2 separate regions of the Macaca mulatta genome follow, and region 1 is linked to region 2. Evidence: chromatin contacts called from public Hi-C data. All regions are on one chromosome and are shown on one strand. Each heading gives the region's core, a stretch centred on a gene start, on an enhancer-like site or on the middle of the called end of the contact. The rest is flanking DNA. Distances are from core to core; before and after follow the strand shown. Region 1 holds the start of CSNK2A1 (casein kinase 2 alpha 1). Region 2 holds the start of SRXN1 (sulfiredoxin 1).

Region 1 (3,749 bases), core at 704-3,203, 120 kb before region 2:
AATCTAAGCAAATTTCCAATCTTTCATTCAAGTCATACACCCTCCCCCAATAGCAAACCAAAGCCAAAAATTTCAAAGTCACAGAAGGACAAAAACATGCCCTGCTAAGACTGCAGGTGAACTTTTGAGAATACCACAGAGGAGAACTAGTATTGGTACTGGACTTTCAGCCCCAGGTTCACCAAGCCAGTAAAGCCAAATACTTACAACAAAAACCTACAACTACAAAGGTAATATTCTAAAGCCCTGTCTACAGTCAAATTCTTGACTATAAATTTTACCTAGAACAGAAGAGCCCCCAATATACCAGCTAGTCCCTTTACAGTGACAGGTAAAAGCTACTTACTACACTTACTACCTGCCAGACACTGTAGTAAGCACTTGACACAAATTGTCTTATTTACTCCTCTCCATAAACTCACAAGCTAGAAGATACCATCATCCCCCTTTTACAGACGGGAAAACAGGCTTAGAGAGTTTAGGTCACAACTAAGTCGCAATGGCCCTGATATCTGACAACCTAGGCAGTGTGGTTTTTAATCACTGGGCCTATACTGCACTCCTTAGATGGCATAAAGTCTCCAATTCTTGGAAAAATCTTCCCTTCTTAGTTTTCTTTTCTTTTTTTTTTTTTTTTTTTTGAGACGGAGTCTCGCTCTGTCGCCCAGGCTGGAGTGCACTGGCAAATCTCAGCTCACTGCCACCTCCGCCTCCCAGGTTCAAGCGATTCTCCTGCTTCAGCCTCCTGAGTAGCTGGGATTACAGGCGACCGCCACCAAGCCCGGCTGATTTTTGTATTTTTAGTAAAGACGGGGTTTCACCGTGTTGGTCAGGCTGGTCTCGAACTCTTGACCTCGTGATCCACCCGCTTCGGCCTCCCAAGTGTTGGGATTACAGGCGTGAGCCACCACGCCCAGACTCCCTTTTTAGTTTTCATTTCCTCTCCTCATATCCCATTCTCGTAGAATTAAACAGTTGAAAAGTAATCAAGTCTTCCCAAATAATTTGCCATCTCTTTTTCAGAACTCTTTCCTCCACACAAAGCAATAGTCAAGATGCAACTTCTCCTGACCCTGACTCTGCTTCCCCAAAACAAACTACAGAAGCTCCACCCATCACCTGCTTAATCTAGAAGTGTTCCAACACTGCAAAAACACACAACGAAAAACAAAATTGAAAAGTCCTACTCTTTCAAAAGGTCACCAACATATGTATACTCTTAGCCAAGCTTTCTCTCCATACCTCTTTTTCTATCCAGGCTCCTAACTAGTCCTTAACTCCAACTCTAGACGTTCTGCCCCACGTCTTGGTCCCTTCCCACTTTCTCCCCAGCAACTCCGCCTGGGGTTCTCTCCACCTCGCACCCACTCTGCAGGTGGGAAGCTCAGCCCCGCCCAGATGGACCCTAAGAAGGCCCCTACTCCAGCTGCCTAGTTCCGCCGCAGGGTTCACCGCACACTACCCAGCAGGCACCACTCCCTCCGCACCCTCCCCCAGCACCCCACTGCGGCCCCACCCCTCAAGTTCCCTTCCCCCTCTGACGACCCCCTCCTCCAAGTTGTCCCCTAGTCCCCACCCAGTCCGGCCCTTTCCTATGCAATAAGCTGGACTCCGGCAGCCGATTCCCACCCTCACATTGGCCTCTGCCCCCAAACCTCGCCCTCCGCCCTGGGGGGTGGCCCTGGGCCTCCCAGATGGGCTGCAGGGGCCTCGGTTGGTGTATGTGTGAAGGTGGGGGCAGGGGAAGGCGACGGGCCGCTCGGGAGTCTGCTGGAAGCGTGAGTGGCGGCCGCGCTCCGCTGCCCTATCCTGCGCCCACCCCACCCTCCAACGACCTCGCCTGGCGACTCCCAAGGTACCTGTGGTGGAAGCGGCAGCGGCAGTGGCCGCTCTCCCCTCTGCTCACACAGACAATATGGCGGCGGTGGAGGAGGAGACACACGGCTCGGCCGCCAGCCGCAGGGACCAGAGCGAGGCTGCAGCCGCGGCTGCCGGAAGCGGAAACCCCCTCCTACCAGGAGGCGGGGCGAGACAGCTTCCGACTCCGCCCCCAGAGGAATCTAGCTGAGTGCGGCCATGCTGGGCTGTCCTATTGTAGCCTTAGGGATTCAGTTCTGGGCTAGGGTGCAAAATGGAAGGAATTCCCAACGCAAAGCAGAATAAGGAGACTTGCAATAGTTACGCGCATTTTATTTCAATAGTGTTAACAAATGACAACAGAAAGAATACGAACCTCCCACTAGGTGAACAGTTGGTTTGATCCAAGTTAATATGGCGGTACCCAGGTTTCCCGCACTTCAGCCAGCTGGCCCCTCCTTTCCTGAAAAGAACCATGCGCGACCTGCAGAGCTGTAGAGCCAAGCATTCTGGGAGCTGAAGTCCCTTTTGCTCTGACTCCCTCGTTTAAAATTAGGGTTTCAGCAACACTTTCTATTCACACTTGGAGTTCGGAAGAAGTGAATGAAAGTTGGACCCTAGAAAGGGCATGGAGCAGGAGTCTGGGAAGTGAGGATACTAGGTCTCAAGAGACCAAGGCCCAATTCCTTCCTCCTACAGAAGTCTTGCCTAGAGCTCTGCGTTCAAAATAGAGTGTTTTTTCCCCTTCTATCTGCCTCCCACCCCCGCTCTCCTTTCCCGAGCTACCTCCCCAAAACAGTCACAGAGCACCTTCTACCATGCAAAGTTCATCATGGTCTCCTCATGATCAAAAATCTCCCATGGACCTCTTTGTGCACCAAAGATAGCCCAAACTCTTCACTTGACATTCAAAGTCCTCCATAATTTGGCCAAACCCTCTTTTCCAGCCTCCTATTTTGCCACTCTCATCTCAAATTCCGGAAGCTTCCACCCACTAAAACTGCAAACAATTCCTGGAACTTAGCTGTGTTGCCTCCCTCGCTTTGCACTGGCAGTTACTTCTCTTACTGTCACCTCATGGACTGGATAATTTCCGTATGCTGATTGAACTAATTCAGGGATCCTTTCCTCTTGGGGTCTTCTCTCTGTTGAACTCCCTCAAACCCAGGCACTATCAGTTAGTAACCTGAGGACCTCAGTCTGTCTCCTCCATCAGACTGTGAGCCCCTAGTGGACAGAGCTCCATCTGATGATCAACCTCTCCTTTGCAGGCCCTGCTAAAAGCTGAAGCGTCTAGGAGTTGCTGAAAGGAGTTCAAGTGTTAGTCTCACCTCTGATGGGACAGAGGTGTGAGCACTGGAATGAGGGTGAGGAGGCCAGGTTATTTCAGTACCAACCATTATCCCTAGCTGTCTCAGAATAGCTGGTTGTCTCAGGAATAGGCCTCTCCACACTCCACAGCCCTCCTGTCACAGTTTGTCAGCTGACTAGCACCTCTGCTCCCAAAGAGGCATCTCCTGCCCACGTGGGGTTAGGGCCGGTGGTGGCTGCAGACTTATCGTGATGGCCTCAGGGAGGTGGCTGTGGCCTTCTCTGGACCTCATCTGCTAGGCAGCTTGTGACATCTGATCCCAATTGCCTGGGAACCCATAACAGTTTTTCTCTCAGTATCCTGTAACTGGTGATTCCTCACCTCTGGGCCTCAATTTCCCCACTTGTGGACTGAGGAGGTTATACAAGATAATCCCAAAGTTTCTGGGAAGTCATCTTTCAGGAAATGATACCCTTCTACCTACCTCTTGAACGTATCTTTTTGGCTCTCGTGGCTTTGTTTTTCCCAACTGTATTCACATTTGTTTAACTCACAACAATTCATCATTTGCTATGAGCCA
Region 2 (3,890 bases), core at 157-2,656:
ATGCTGACACTGAGACAGGAAGACTGAGGAAGAGTCAGAAACAACAAGGCAGAGACAGAAGAGGTTCTCAATAGGAGAAAAAGCCCAGTGGTGGGACAGGGCGTGTATGGCAGATCCCTTCCCATCTCAGCCAGGCACTGTGCTACTGTTGTGGCAACAGATAAGATGGGACAAGGTCCTCGCCCTTGTAGAGTTCACAAGAGGTCGGGAAGACAGAAAATAAAATGCAACACAAATAAATGTATGATATAATTTCTGGTGGACATAAGTGGTATCCTGAGAAACATCTCGGGCTAAGGGGAGAGCTAGAGACGCGAGGGACCCTGACCAAGGGTGATCAAGGAGGCAGAGAGCTGGACCAGGCAGGGGGGCAGGCCCTGTGGTTGTCGGGGGAAGTGGCTCCAGGCAGTGAGGACAGCAGTGTAAATACTAGGACTGAAAGTTAATCGGGGGTGGCTGTAGAGGTGCTGGGTGGGGCTTAGGGATCTCATGCGCTCGCCTTCCAAGGGTCAGGGGGGAGGGGACTCAATGTCGTGTAGGCCTAACCTGACACCTGTTCTTGCACCTGCCAGAATCACTCCGGCATTCTTAACACCCTCCCTCAGTGGTGGAGCTGACCCTTGACCTCTTCCACTTCCCATTCAGACGAGGGCCTCCCAGCAGATACGACACACCCGGTCCCACTGTCACTGACTGTCACAGCCATGATAACCCACGGCTTATCTCCGGGTAGTGCAGTGGCCATGTGCTGGGCAGTGGGGGCCGGCTGCCTGGGTGTGAATCCTAGCCGTGCCACTTTTTAAGCGCCTGATCTTAGTCAAGCCGCTGAAATCTTCCCTGCCTCAGTTTCTCGTTTGCAAAAGAGACACTCTCTACCTCATAGGTACTCATTGGGTTGGCATTGGAAACTAAGGGACTTCCTGCAGTTCCTGGACCACTGCAAGCACTAGCGTTATAAGCATTATCATCACTACTTTAATTATCTCGTCCAATTCCCTCCTTGCTCAAGTGAGGAAACAGAGGCCCAGAAAGGCCCAGCCACTTGCTCAAGGTCACACAGCAGATGCTAAGCTCCGGCTGAGCCCGGAACCACTCAGTCTCGCCTCCATCGCGGCGACCTCCCTCCTCCGGCGACCTCCCCTCCAAAGCCCTCCCTCCAGCTGGCTGGACTCCTCGGGGCCTCACCCGGATAGTGTTCACGAGGCTCTGCACCTTGGCGGGGTCCAGCACGGACGGCAGCGGCCGGATAAGCACGTTCAGTGGCACGTTGTGTACCGCGGCGATGCAGCCCGAGTGGATGCTGCCGCCCTGCGCGCCACCGCTCGGCCCGGGCCCCTCGGGCGCCCCCCGATCCGCGCCGGCTCTGCCCAGCGCTCCTCCAGCACGGAGCCCCATCGTCGCCGCCACCGTCGTCGCCGCTGCCGCCGCGGGACTCGCCGCCTCCTCAGGCCTTAACTCTGGCCGGGCCGTACCATTCTGCGCGGTCGGGTGGGGGGGCCCGGGCCAGGGCGCGTTTCTCCCCCGGCCCCGCCGTGGTCCGGTCTCAACCCCGCGGTCCCCCCCGCGACTCAGGCTCCGCTCGCCAGGTGCAGCCGAACTCGCGCGGGGCTCCGGCTCTCCACCGGGGGGCGCCTCCCGCCTCCCCTCCGCCGCGCGGCGTCCGGGGAGTGGAAGCGCCCGGGCTGGCTGACTCAGGGTGAGTTTGCAGGTCGCGGGGCGGGAGGGGCGCGGGTGACGCACCGGCCGCCGTGACTTAGGCCGCGGGGGCGGGGGCGGAGAGCGAGGCGAACCTGCCCAGCCGGGATGAGTCGGCAAATCCTGCAGTGCGCTGCTGCCCCGCTGCTAGGGCTCCTAGCCAGCGAGGTGATGATCCCCACCAACGGTTCCACTTCCAATCTGGTGCTGGCTGTGTCTGGCGCCGTTCCAAACATTTTGCACGAATATTGACTTATCTAAACCTCAAAACAACTCTGCAAGGAAGGTATGATTGTTATTCCCATTTTACAGAAGAGGAGACTGAGACACAGAGGTTTAAGTGATTTACCCAAGATCATGGAGTTAGTAAGTGGCCGAATCCGCATTCAAATCCAGATAGTCTGGCTCCGGAGTCCGCTCTCTGCCCCACGGCTGGTTGCCTTGGTTCAGCAACAGTGACTGTCACACGGAGCCCTCAGGAATCGCGCTGACAATGTGTGGGCCCTGCCTTCGAGTTCCACACTGTATCATTACAACACTACTGGAAGTAGGTGCAGTTATAGACCCGCTTGTTCAAGATCAGCTGAAATGAAAGTCAGGTCATACAAGTCCATACTGTGGAGCCACCTAACCACCAACTCCAAGCAGGAAGGTGGACAATCCCAGACTCGGTTGAAGACAACCATGTCTGGTTTGCTTGTCTTCCTTCTCCACGTGGATGGCACGAACATGGAGGAATGCATACTTACCCTGCCAGCCCGAGAAAACTCCACATGGAGGAGGGGGCCAGGGGTTTCTACTTTGCCTTGAGCCAGTTGCTGACACTGTCTGAATCCTGTCTGTAAAATGAAGTAATGCTGCTCCTCACTCAGAGTTGTGTGAATTGGGAGAGTGCTCATATAGTGCTCTGTGAATTGCGTAACATCCATTTTGCTGTTGAAGATCTTTTATTTTGGGTTCTTAGTCTCTCACAAAACCTTAGAACACTGAGACCAAGATTTGAGCCTTTCCCTTTCCAAACATAATTCCCGTGGACACCTAAATGATACTTTGTTTCCAGAAGTAGAACTGACAACCACACCTCAGCCCCAGAGCACTTTGGGAGGCCGAGACGGGCGGATCACGAGGTCAGGAGATCGAGACCATACTGGCTAAAGCGGTGAAACCCCGTCTCTACTAAAAAAATACAAAAAAACTAGCCGGGTGAGGTGGCGGGCGCCTGTAGTCCCAGCTACTCGGGAGGCTGAGGTAGGAGAATGGCGGGAACCTGGGAGGCGGAGCTTGCAGTGAGCCGAGATCCCGCCACTGCACTCCAGCCTGGGCGACAAAGCGAGACTCTGTCTCAAAAAAAAAAAAAAAAAAAAAAAAAAATTAGAGAATTTCATCAAGAAGGAAGTTATCCCTTCTAAAACATCTTTCTCATTATAAGAAGTAAGAATGGCAAGATAACAGTTTCTAGAGTGGAAAAGTGGAGCTCTGGCCTGATTCTTTCATCATGGTGTATTCAGGGGGACCTCATTTCCTGGTATCAAATTCTCTGTGTTAAGATATCTATGGCCTAATTCAAAATTGCTTAAGCAATAAGAAGGTTTGTTTTCTCACATAATAAGATGTGGTAGGCATGTCTAAGGTTGGTAAAGAGGCAGTTGAACAAAGACTCCAGTTCTGGCTGGGTGCAGTGGCTCACACCTGTAATCCCAGCACTTTGGAAGGCTGAGGCAAGCAAATCACTTGAGGCCAGGAGTTCGAGACCAGCCTAGCCAACATAGTGAAACCCTGTCTCTACCAAAAGTACCAAAATTAGCCAGGCATGGTGGCACGCGTTTGTAGTCCCAGTTACTCCAGAGGCTGAGACAGGAGAATCGCTTGAAACTGAGAGGCAGAGGTTGCAGCGAGCTGATATCATGCCACTGCATTCCAGCCTGGGCGACAGAGCAGGACTCTGTCTCAGAAAAAAAAAAAAAAAAAAGATTCTGGTTCTGTCTATCTTTTTGTGCCATCATCTTCAGTGTTCTGTTATCCTGCAGTGTGCCCTTCACGGTCCCAAGATGGCTGCTGTAGCTCAAAGCATCACATCACTACATGCGAATGTCCACAAGTGGAAGTTAGGACATCCTTCGCACCTCTTTTTAAGAGTGAAGAAACCTTTGCTGGCTGGATGCAGTGACTCACACCTTCTGACCATCCACTCCTCG

What was found. A called contact is a pair of places that touch in the nucleus more often than the background predicts.
Region 1: a Hi-C map of fetal cortex germinal zone shows a contact between it and region 2, with 2.3 times the contacts expected there. The contact joins the promoter of CSNK2A1 here to the promoter of SRXN1 in region 2. A contact is called at or near these places in 7 of 14 Hi-C or Micro-C datasets (blood, cortical neurons, fetal cortex germinal zone and 3 more).

The regions. Positions count from the first base shown.
Region 1 is chr10:83,607,720-83,611,468 of T2T-MMU8v2.0, reverse strand. It overlaps CSNK2A1 (casein kinase 2 alpha 1), which reads right to left and starts at 1,953. Exons shown (of 13, transcript NM_001260877.1): 1 at 1,860-1,953.
Region 2 is chr10:83,488,931-83,492,820 of T2T-MMU8v2.0, reverse strand. It overlaps SRXN1 (sulfiredoxin 1), which reads right to left and starts at 1,406. Exons shown (of 2, transcript NM_001194557.2): 1 at 1,186-1,406. The coding sequence starts at 1,395.